2 separate regions of the Oncorhynchus mykiss genome follow, and region 1 is linked to region 2. Evidence: chromatin contacts called from public Hi-C data. All regions are on one chromosome and are shown on one strand. Each heading gives the region's core, a stretch centred on a gene start, on an enhancer-like site or on the middle of the called end of the contact. The rest is flanking DNA. Distances are from core to core; before and after follow the strand shown. Region 1 holds the start of LOC110500275 (transcription initiation factor TFIID subunit 3). Region 2 holds the start of LOC110500221 (vesicle transport protein GOT1B).

Evidence for each region. A called contact is a pair of places that touch in the nucleus more often than the background predicts.
Region 1: a Hi-C map of liver shows a contact between it and region 2, with 8 times the contacts expected there. The contact joins the promoter of LOC110500275 here to the promoter of LOC110500221 in region 2. A contact is called at or near these places in 2 of 3 Hi-C or Micro-C datasets (blood and liver).

What each region holds. Positions count from the first base shown.
Region 1 is chr2:94,684,772-94,688,947 of USDA_OmykA_1.1, reverse strand. LOC110500275 (transcription initiation factor TFIID subunit 3) reads right to left here and starts at 2,103. Exons shown (of 7, transcript XM_021577568.2): 1 at 1,736-2,103; 2 at 767-1,018; 3 at 1-518. The coding sequence starts at 1,901. It overlaps LOC110500283 (rab GDP dissociation inhibitor beta), which reads left to right and starts at 2,127. Exons shown (of 11, transcript XM_021577580.2): 1 at 2,127-2,303; 2 at 3,273-3,380. The coding sequence starts at 2,259.
Region 2 is chr2:94,527,144-94,530,911 of USDA_OmykA_1.1, reverse strand. LOC110500221 (vesicle transport protein GOT1B) reads left to right here and starts at 1,304. Exons shown (of 6, transcript XM_021577466.2): 1 at 1,304-1,489; 2 at 1,819-1,910; 3 at 2,990-3,168; 4 at 3,464-3,545. The coding sequence starts at 1,465. It overlaps LOC110500215 (UDP-xylose and UDP-N-acetylglucosamine transporter), which reads right to left and starts at 1,271. Exons shown (of 10, transcript XM_021577436.2): 1 at 1,017-1,271; 2 at 681-790; 3 at 431-533; 4 at 237-286. The coding sequence starts at 1,256.

The DNA of each region.
Region 1 (4,176 bases), core at 854-3,353, 160 kb before region 2:
CTTGGAAGATTTGGGCGAGCGGATGGGGCTGCCTGACATAGCCCCACCAGCGTTGACCCCCTTGGGGGACTTAGTCCGTGGCCTGCTGGGGGATGAGCCCTTGGGCCCTTTGCGGCTTTGACTGCCATGTGACTTATGATCTGAGTGTCTCCCGGGGGTCACCGGCTGGGGTCTGAACGACGTTGGAGGCCCAGGTGTCTCAGGGGACATAGACATTGAACCCAGGCTGTCGTGAGAGTGGGAGGCCATCATGCCTGGAGGAACACGCTGGGGGTTGAGGGAGGTGAGGGGCTCCCTGGGCTCCATGCTCCAGTCGGGGCTGAAGCCAGAGTGCATGCGAGGCCTCTTGGAGGTGGGCATCATACCCATGGCGGCGTCGGGGCTGTCCAGGTGTCTCTTCACAGGGTGGTTCTCATCGTTCACCGCCTCGTCATCATCCATATCCTCGTCGGTATCGTCCAGCGGGACCTGCATGGCCTCAGCAGAGGTGCCCATGTCAGCCAGGGCTTCCTCCTCTTCTGCAGTTGAGAAAGAGAGAGAGATATATAATACTGAGTTAAATCAATCACTAAATCTTCTAGGGTCTGATTGGCATTGAATTAAAGGTCAAGGATAAAAACATTATCTGTTTGACAAAACCCCATAAACACACAAAAACAGAAGCATCCTCTCCCCATCATCCGTATCTCACAACATTCTCCACGCACAACTGTTCTCCATAGAGGTACGTTGTGTAACACAAACACACACAATGCTACAGCCTTACCTTCCTGTAGTGAGACCAAGGGTGGCATATAATCTGGAATGTAGTCCTTCCTCTCCTCTGCGTCCCACCGGACCCCCACTCCAGGCTGAGGGAACTGCAGCACGTTGTTCTTGCTGAGGGGGAAGAGGGGCGTCTGCTGGGCGAACCCTACGGGCTCCAGGTTGTGGACATAGTCCTCCAGCTCAGATAGACTCACCCCCAGCAGCCTAAATGCCTGGCCTACGTCATCCAGCACTGGGTCTGTTCTCCCATCTAGGAACAGACAGGAGAATGCATGAGACATCAAAACGAAAGGCCTTCTTTTACATGCATCTTCCTAAGGATCAAACCCAAGGGGTGAGACTGAATGGACAACAAGGATCATGCCATACCAGGACTTGTCTGCATACAGTATTTCCTTTGTCAAACAGATCCTCCTCTTTCTTAAATCCTGGTTTGATTGAGCCAAAATGAAGATATCCTAAACCATTAGCTGTTATGTCGTCAGCATATAGTTACTTTTCTGTAATTTCATCCTGTACAATTATTGACAAACCTACTACATTTATAGGACAGTATTTTCTTAAAAGCCATTCTAAAATGAGATACCACACTGTTTTCCTTCTCTGCCATGTTGAACACTCCCCTGTGTTGACATCTGAGCTAACCATGTCGGACACAGCATGACAGGTTTTTAGAGAAACACAAATACACATGGCCAAAACATACACAATTAAGCTAACAGCTACATACATGCAATACTTAGAAAATGTATACTCGCAAACATAACCAAGTCTGGTCATTGATTACATAATGTGGCTTACTAACATAGTTGGTTAGCAGCTTGGTTATGTTTACTGAAAATGTATATTATTAGAACTAACGTTAGGCCTCGGTTGGAGGGGGCGCTTAGTCACATAAACAACGTGACTCAATACCTAGCCAGATCACTTTCACTTCAAGTAGACATTTCAGAAATACAGTACTTACAGAGCTCCGAATATCGATGACAACCCCTGGCCAACTGCTGGATATATCTGTGCAGAACATCGGAAAGCAGGTCGCAGGCGGTGAGCTGCACCGCATCCCAGCCCAACGCTTGGCAGATCTGCGCCACCGACACACGCAGCAGCGAGCGGGCATAGCTCTCGCACATCACGCTGACTTTAGTAACGGTCGTGGCTTCGTCAATCCCTACTATAGAACATCTTCCTGGTCTTCATGATGCATGAAATACATGCAGGTCGCGAACAAAACGCTCGATGAGGGTTAATTTTGACATCTATTCGAGTAAATATGTTGGCGGTCTTGTCAGAGCCGCCATCTTGTTTCCACCGACAAAACCATCGATTTGACATGCGCAAAAACATGGGACAACCCACAGAAGAAAGGTACGTTCGCAGGGATCATTACCTACGCTGCGCAGCCGGAAAACTTTTCAACTACCAAACAGCCATTCCATTTTCCCTGACATAAATAACCGTAGGAATAAAGTAAAGAAGGACACTCAGCTATGGATGAAGAATATGATGTTATCGTTCTCGGTACCGGGTTAACGGTGAGAAAATGGACAAAGCAATAGTACGAACTTCCAATAGTCGAAGCATGCTCATGCATGACATGTCACAGTTAGGTGTGTAGGCTAATGTCATGGCTAACTAGTGCTAAATGAGCTTGCTTTCTGTTTAGTTAGATATCCATTTTAAGTTATTTTCAGAAATGTGTCTGCTTTGTTTTTCAGTAGTGTTATCTGTGTGTGTTGATACTTTCCACAGTCTACAACAAGTGACAGCTCACGTACAATAACTAGTATTTCCTGTTATTTTCAACTAGAGTAAAATCACAGAACAATGAGACAGATATTTCACAGGATGTATAAATGTGAAGCATCCGCTTGGCGTTTCCACTCACTACCAAATATGGCAGTGAGAGGAAGCCCACTGGCGGGCAGTGGGAGGAGATGGATTTTGGCCGAAATTCTGCAAATTCTTATCGACAAAAACATTTGATCTCAATACAGTTTTCTGTAGCCAAAACTAAAATATGCTATGAACATAGTGGACCAAGGTTTGTAGACTTTACCCTTTGTGAACGTTTTTATTTTATTTTAATTATTGTTGTTTAGAAGGAACGCAAAGGCGAAATGAGCTATTAAGCGTTCCCTAACGGAAATATGCAGATGATGGTAGAACGCGCCAATAGGATTTCGCTCACACGTCCCTGACTCTTCACCCCTCCTTGCTTGTTCTGCCCACTATGGCTCACGTGTTCACATTGGAAACGACAGGCTGTGGTCTATCTTGGTTTAGTTATAAAAAATATATTTGGTAAAATGTAGCTAACGTTAGCTAGTTGGCTACACTAGCTAGCTACTAGTAGCCAGTTTAGCTAGTTGTGGTGTTAGCTGTTATACTGTTTACATTGTTCTTTAAACATCTGTCTAAAACATAAAATATCACTTTTATACATTTATTTTTTGTTGTTTAACGAATTTACCTATCTGACTTCTATCTATTTATTTCCTAAGGAATGCATTCTGTCTGGCATTATGTCAGTAAAGGGGAAGAAGGTGCTTCATATGGACAGGAACTCGTACTATGGAGCAGAGAGCGCTTCCATCACACCACTGGAAGACGTAAGCGAAGGCACACAAGATGACCATTTTCATGCTATCATGCCTGTCCTGTTTTCTTTTGGTCAAGCCTTAACTAGGCCAGCCCAGTAATTGGCTCAACTCAGATCAGTAGTGTGGAAAGGGTATTAACCTGGGCAGTATTCATTATTCAAATTCCGTTGCAAAACGTTTCATCCTTTGCAAAACGTTTTGCAATGGATACCGTTTACCATTTACTCTAGAACCCAATCGGAACCAAACGGGGAGGGACCTACCTGAATTTGTCCAATAGAAACTTGTTTTCCCGTTGCAAAACGTTTTCTGTTTGTAGTAAACCAAATGTTTTGTAACGGAATCCAACTAATGAAAATGGTTCTAAAACAGCCCACATCATGTGGTGCTATCACACAAATATAGAGTTAGTTACATGTTCTATTATCTATGTTGTCACACAGATATAGAGTAAGTGACATGTTATGTTATCTATGCTGTCACATTTCATTATTATAGTTGAGGCACAGCTGAGTTTGAGATACTCAAAAACTGACACCACTGTTTTACTGTCAAAGAAATTAAGTAATCAAATCCACGTTTATTTGTCACGTGCGCCGAATACAACAGGTGTAGTAGACCTTACAGTGAAATGCTGAATACAACAGGTGTAGTAGACCTGACAGTGAAATGCTGAATACAACAGGTGTAGTAGACCTTACAGTGAAATGCTGAATACAACAGGTGTAGTAGACCTTACAGTGAAATGCTGAATACAACAGGTGTAGTAGTCCTTACAGTGAAATGCTGAATACAACAGGTGTAG
Region 2 (3,768 bases), core at 55-2,554:
CTGAGCATGCAACATAGTGACAAAAGCAGCAGCACATTCCCATGATGCAACACTTAATACAACTGAAATGCAAAGCATTCATCTATCAAAATAATGGCTCTAGGGTGTCTTTTTAGCAACATCTACATTCTAACATGCTAAACGAGTTTAAAGGGTTGTGATGTAAGAGAGAGGGGGGGGGGGGGGGGTATATATAAAGACTGCCAGGGCAAGAGATATTAGGCAGGGATGTATACCTTTTCTTCAGAATTATTATACCCAGGATCATATTAGCTATTAATGATCCCTGTGGAGATATAACACACAAAGCACACACTTAGTCAACCAATAAGAGATTTTAAATGGTAATAGGTGGTATGAGGCATCAGACATTGAGTTAAAGTTAGGCTATCAGGAAATTGATTTGGACTAAGGAAATTGATATACTTACAGATCTGAAGATCATGTGCAGAGGCATAGCGATATTGAAGTTGAGGGCATAGTTGTTGATCACACTGACTGTGAAGAACATGGTCACCATGATCACATAGTTGCTATAAAGAAGAAATAAACACAACGTTTAAATGAAAACTGTGCTTCTCATCTCATTCTTAATAGACATACAGACAGACAGGCCGGCAGACGGACAGACACGCAGACAGACAACAAAATGATAACTAGACATTAGGACGTTAGGCTACCTCATTGGAATAGCTGGTTTCTTTCTTCCAAAGTTCGTCTCGAAGATGAACCCCTCCAATGCAATGAAGGCAAATTGAGCAAAGGTCACAATGTTGCCACATCCTGGAAACTTTCTGGGAGAAGGCAGAATGCATTAACAGTGTGTATGAATCGTATAAATTAGTAGGAAATATGCTAGCCTACATAATATATTAGTGTAATGTAAGCGAAACATCATCTTAGCTATACAACCAAAGAATGCAGAAATACTGAAAAGATTGAACCTAATTTAACCATGGAAGCTAGTAGCCTAGTCTAGCGCAGTCAATAGTTCATTCGTTCAGTTCATAACTGACCTTACAAGTAGTTCCAGAAACACAACATTGCTGCAGCACCCAACAAAAACAAGAAGTACTGCAAAAATGGTGTTCATGTTTGCAGTTATCGGTAAAAACTTTGTCGAAAATTATATACGTTACTTGTTCAAGAGTATTTCTAACGAGGACATTGTGTAAACACAGGTCCCTGCCCGAGATAAAGCTAGATAAATAAATTGGTACGCTTGGGTATTGTAGTTTCCACAATGATAACAACATTTCCCATAAAGATAGTCTTTACGCAGCATTGCGCATAACTGATTCCTGCGAACGTATCATTTGAGCGTACATGCGTCGATCCAGAAGACGTGGCTCCAGCTTTTCTCCTCTGCTGTCAACAAGCTTCACACAACAGAGACTGCTAGAAGCTATCTAACGATTATTGAATGAGCAGTAGTTATTGGCCAATTGCTACACTGCAGCCAAAATGATCTCTCTAACGGATTCACAAAGTAAGACCATTTTAATTTATAAATGAAATGTTTTAAGCTTGTTTTTTCGCTTTGTGAACTACTTCTTCTAGCTAGCTAGCTATAATTTAATGAATGGGACCAGTTGGGCCCATCGCCCTATTTTATGAGCTTCAATGCTAGTCATATCATTGCAGCTAGGCATCGCTAGTTAGAAGAATCTGTACTGTAGTTCGTAGCTAGCTCATGAGTTCCCTGATCTCCCTGATCTGCAGACTGAGTGCCATATGGATGGATGGATGGAGGTGTCAATCCAATGTCAATGGAAAGCGTAAATGAACTATGTATTAACATCTATTTTGGCTCCACAGAGATCGGGATGGGGTTGACAGGCTTCGGCGTGTTCTTCCTCTTCTTCGGTATGGTCCTGTTTTTTGACAAAGCTCTTCTTGCCATTGGAAATGTGAGTTACAGCCCAAGCCTACATAATCAGAATGTTATGACGTATGCCATAGATTCCCCTCTGTGTGTATGTGCACCAGCTTTCTTTATGGTAAAGTAACAACACGGCCTCATTTCTGCTGCTATACTCCTTCCTCTCTGGAAGAAACCCTTTCAGCTATTGTTGTGGAGGCCTTTGATGATTCTCTGTTGTAATGCATGGCGACACTTCCTTAGCGGCAGTATATGTCAGGGTTTCTGATCAAACCACCGTGTCAGGACCTGTCTAGCTTGTATTATTGGTATGTGACCTCCAGCAGTTCGCATAGCTAAATTAAGTGATAAGACATACTGTATTGCACTAGCTTTGCATCCAAAATGATTTCACTGCCTTTTACCTCACCGTTGTTGAAGTGAAACAACTGTAGCAACACAAAACAAAAATATGAACTCAACATGTAAAGTGTTGGTCCCATGTTTCTTGAGCTGAAATAAAAGGTCCCGGAAATGTTCCATATGCACAAAAAGCTTATTACTCTCTTTTTGGCAACATTTTGTTTATATCCCTGTTAGTGAACATTTATATTTTGTCAAGATAATCCGTCCACCTGACAGTTGTGACATATCAAGAAGCTGATTAAACAGCATGATCATTACACAGGTGCACTCTAAACAACAATCAATCATAATCACTAGTTAACTACACATGGTTGATGATATTACTAGATATTATCTAGCGTGTCCTGCGTTGCATATAATCTGATTGAGCGGTGGTAGGCAGAAGCAGGCGCGTAAACATTCATTCAAACAGCACTTTCGTGCGTTTTGCCAGCAGCTCTTCGTTGTGCGTCAAGCATTGCGCTGTTTATGACTTCACGCCTATCAACTCCCGAGATGAGGCTGGTATAACTGAAGTGAAATGGCTAGCTAGTTAGCGCGCGCTAATTGTCGATGTGTTCCTGGTTCGAGCCCAGGGAGGAGAGGGACTAAAAGCTATACTGTTACACTGGCAATACTAAAGTGCCTATAAGAAGTTTGGATGCAGCCAGGCTAGTACTGCCAATCCTCTGTTAATTTATTGTCCCTGTGTTTGTGTGTCAGATATTGTTTGTAGCAGGCCTAGCCTTTGTCATCGGCTTGGAGCGTACCTTCAAATTCTTCTTCCAGAGACACAAATTTAAAGCCACCAGTTTCTTCCTGGGGGGCGTGGTCGTGGTTCTGATTGGCTGGCCCATCATTGGAGTGGTGCTGGAGATCTATGGATTTTTCCTCTTATTCAGGTGAGTTGGTCTGAAATGAAAATTGGTTAAAAAAAAATGGGCTAATCTCAAGTTTTTTTCCTTGCTTCCTCTCTCCTTGTCTAATCAAAATATCAGAGGGAAGCGATTAGAGCTTTGGAGGAGAAACATTCTCCTCCAGTGCTCTCCCGTTTCGCTTCCCTCTGATATTTTGGGAAGGTGGGGGTGTGATGTACCAAGGATGTGATGAATCAAGAAATATACTTTTGAATTTCACCCTAAATGATAGTCCTCCTCAGTCTCTCACCTCTATATGCCACTCTCTTCTCTTTTCCAGGGGCTTTTTCCCAGTGGCAGTAGGCTTCATCAGGAGGGTGCCTGTCCTCGGGTCCATACTCAACCTCCCAGGGATTAGTGGAGTAAGTATCACATTAATTTGCTGTGTGTAATGTGGCAAAGTTCATAGAATTGTCAGTCAGCTGTTTTTGTCTCATTGCTTTTTTTCATCACTGTGCCTGTCCTCAGGGCGGTTCCAGATGCACATTAAGCCTAGTCCTTGAATAAAAAGTCCTTAAATGGAGATTCTCCGTTGAGCTTGATTTTTAGTCTACGACTAGGCTTAATCTGTGGCCGGGAAACCAG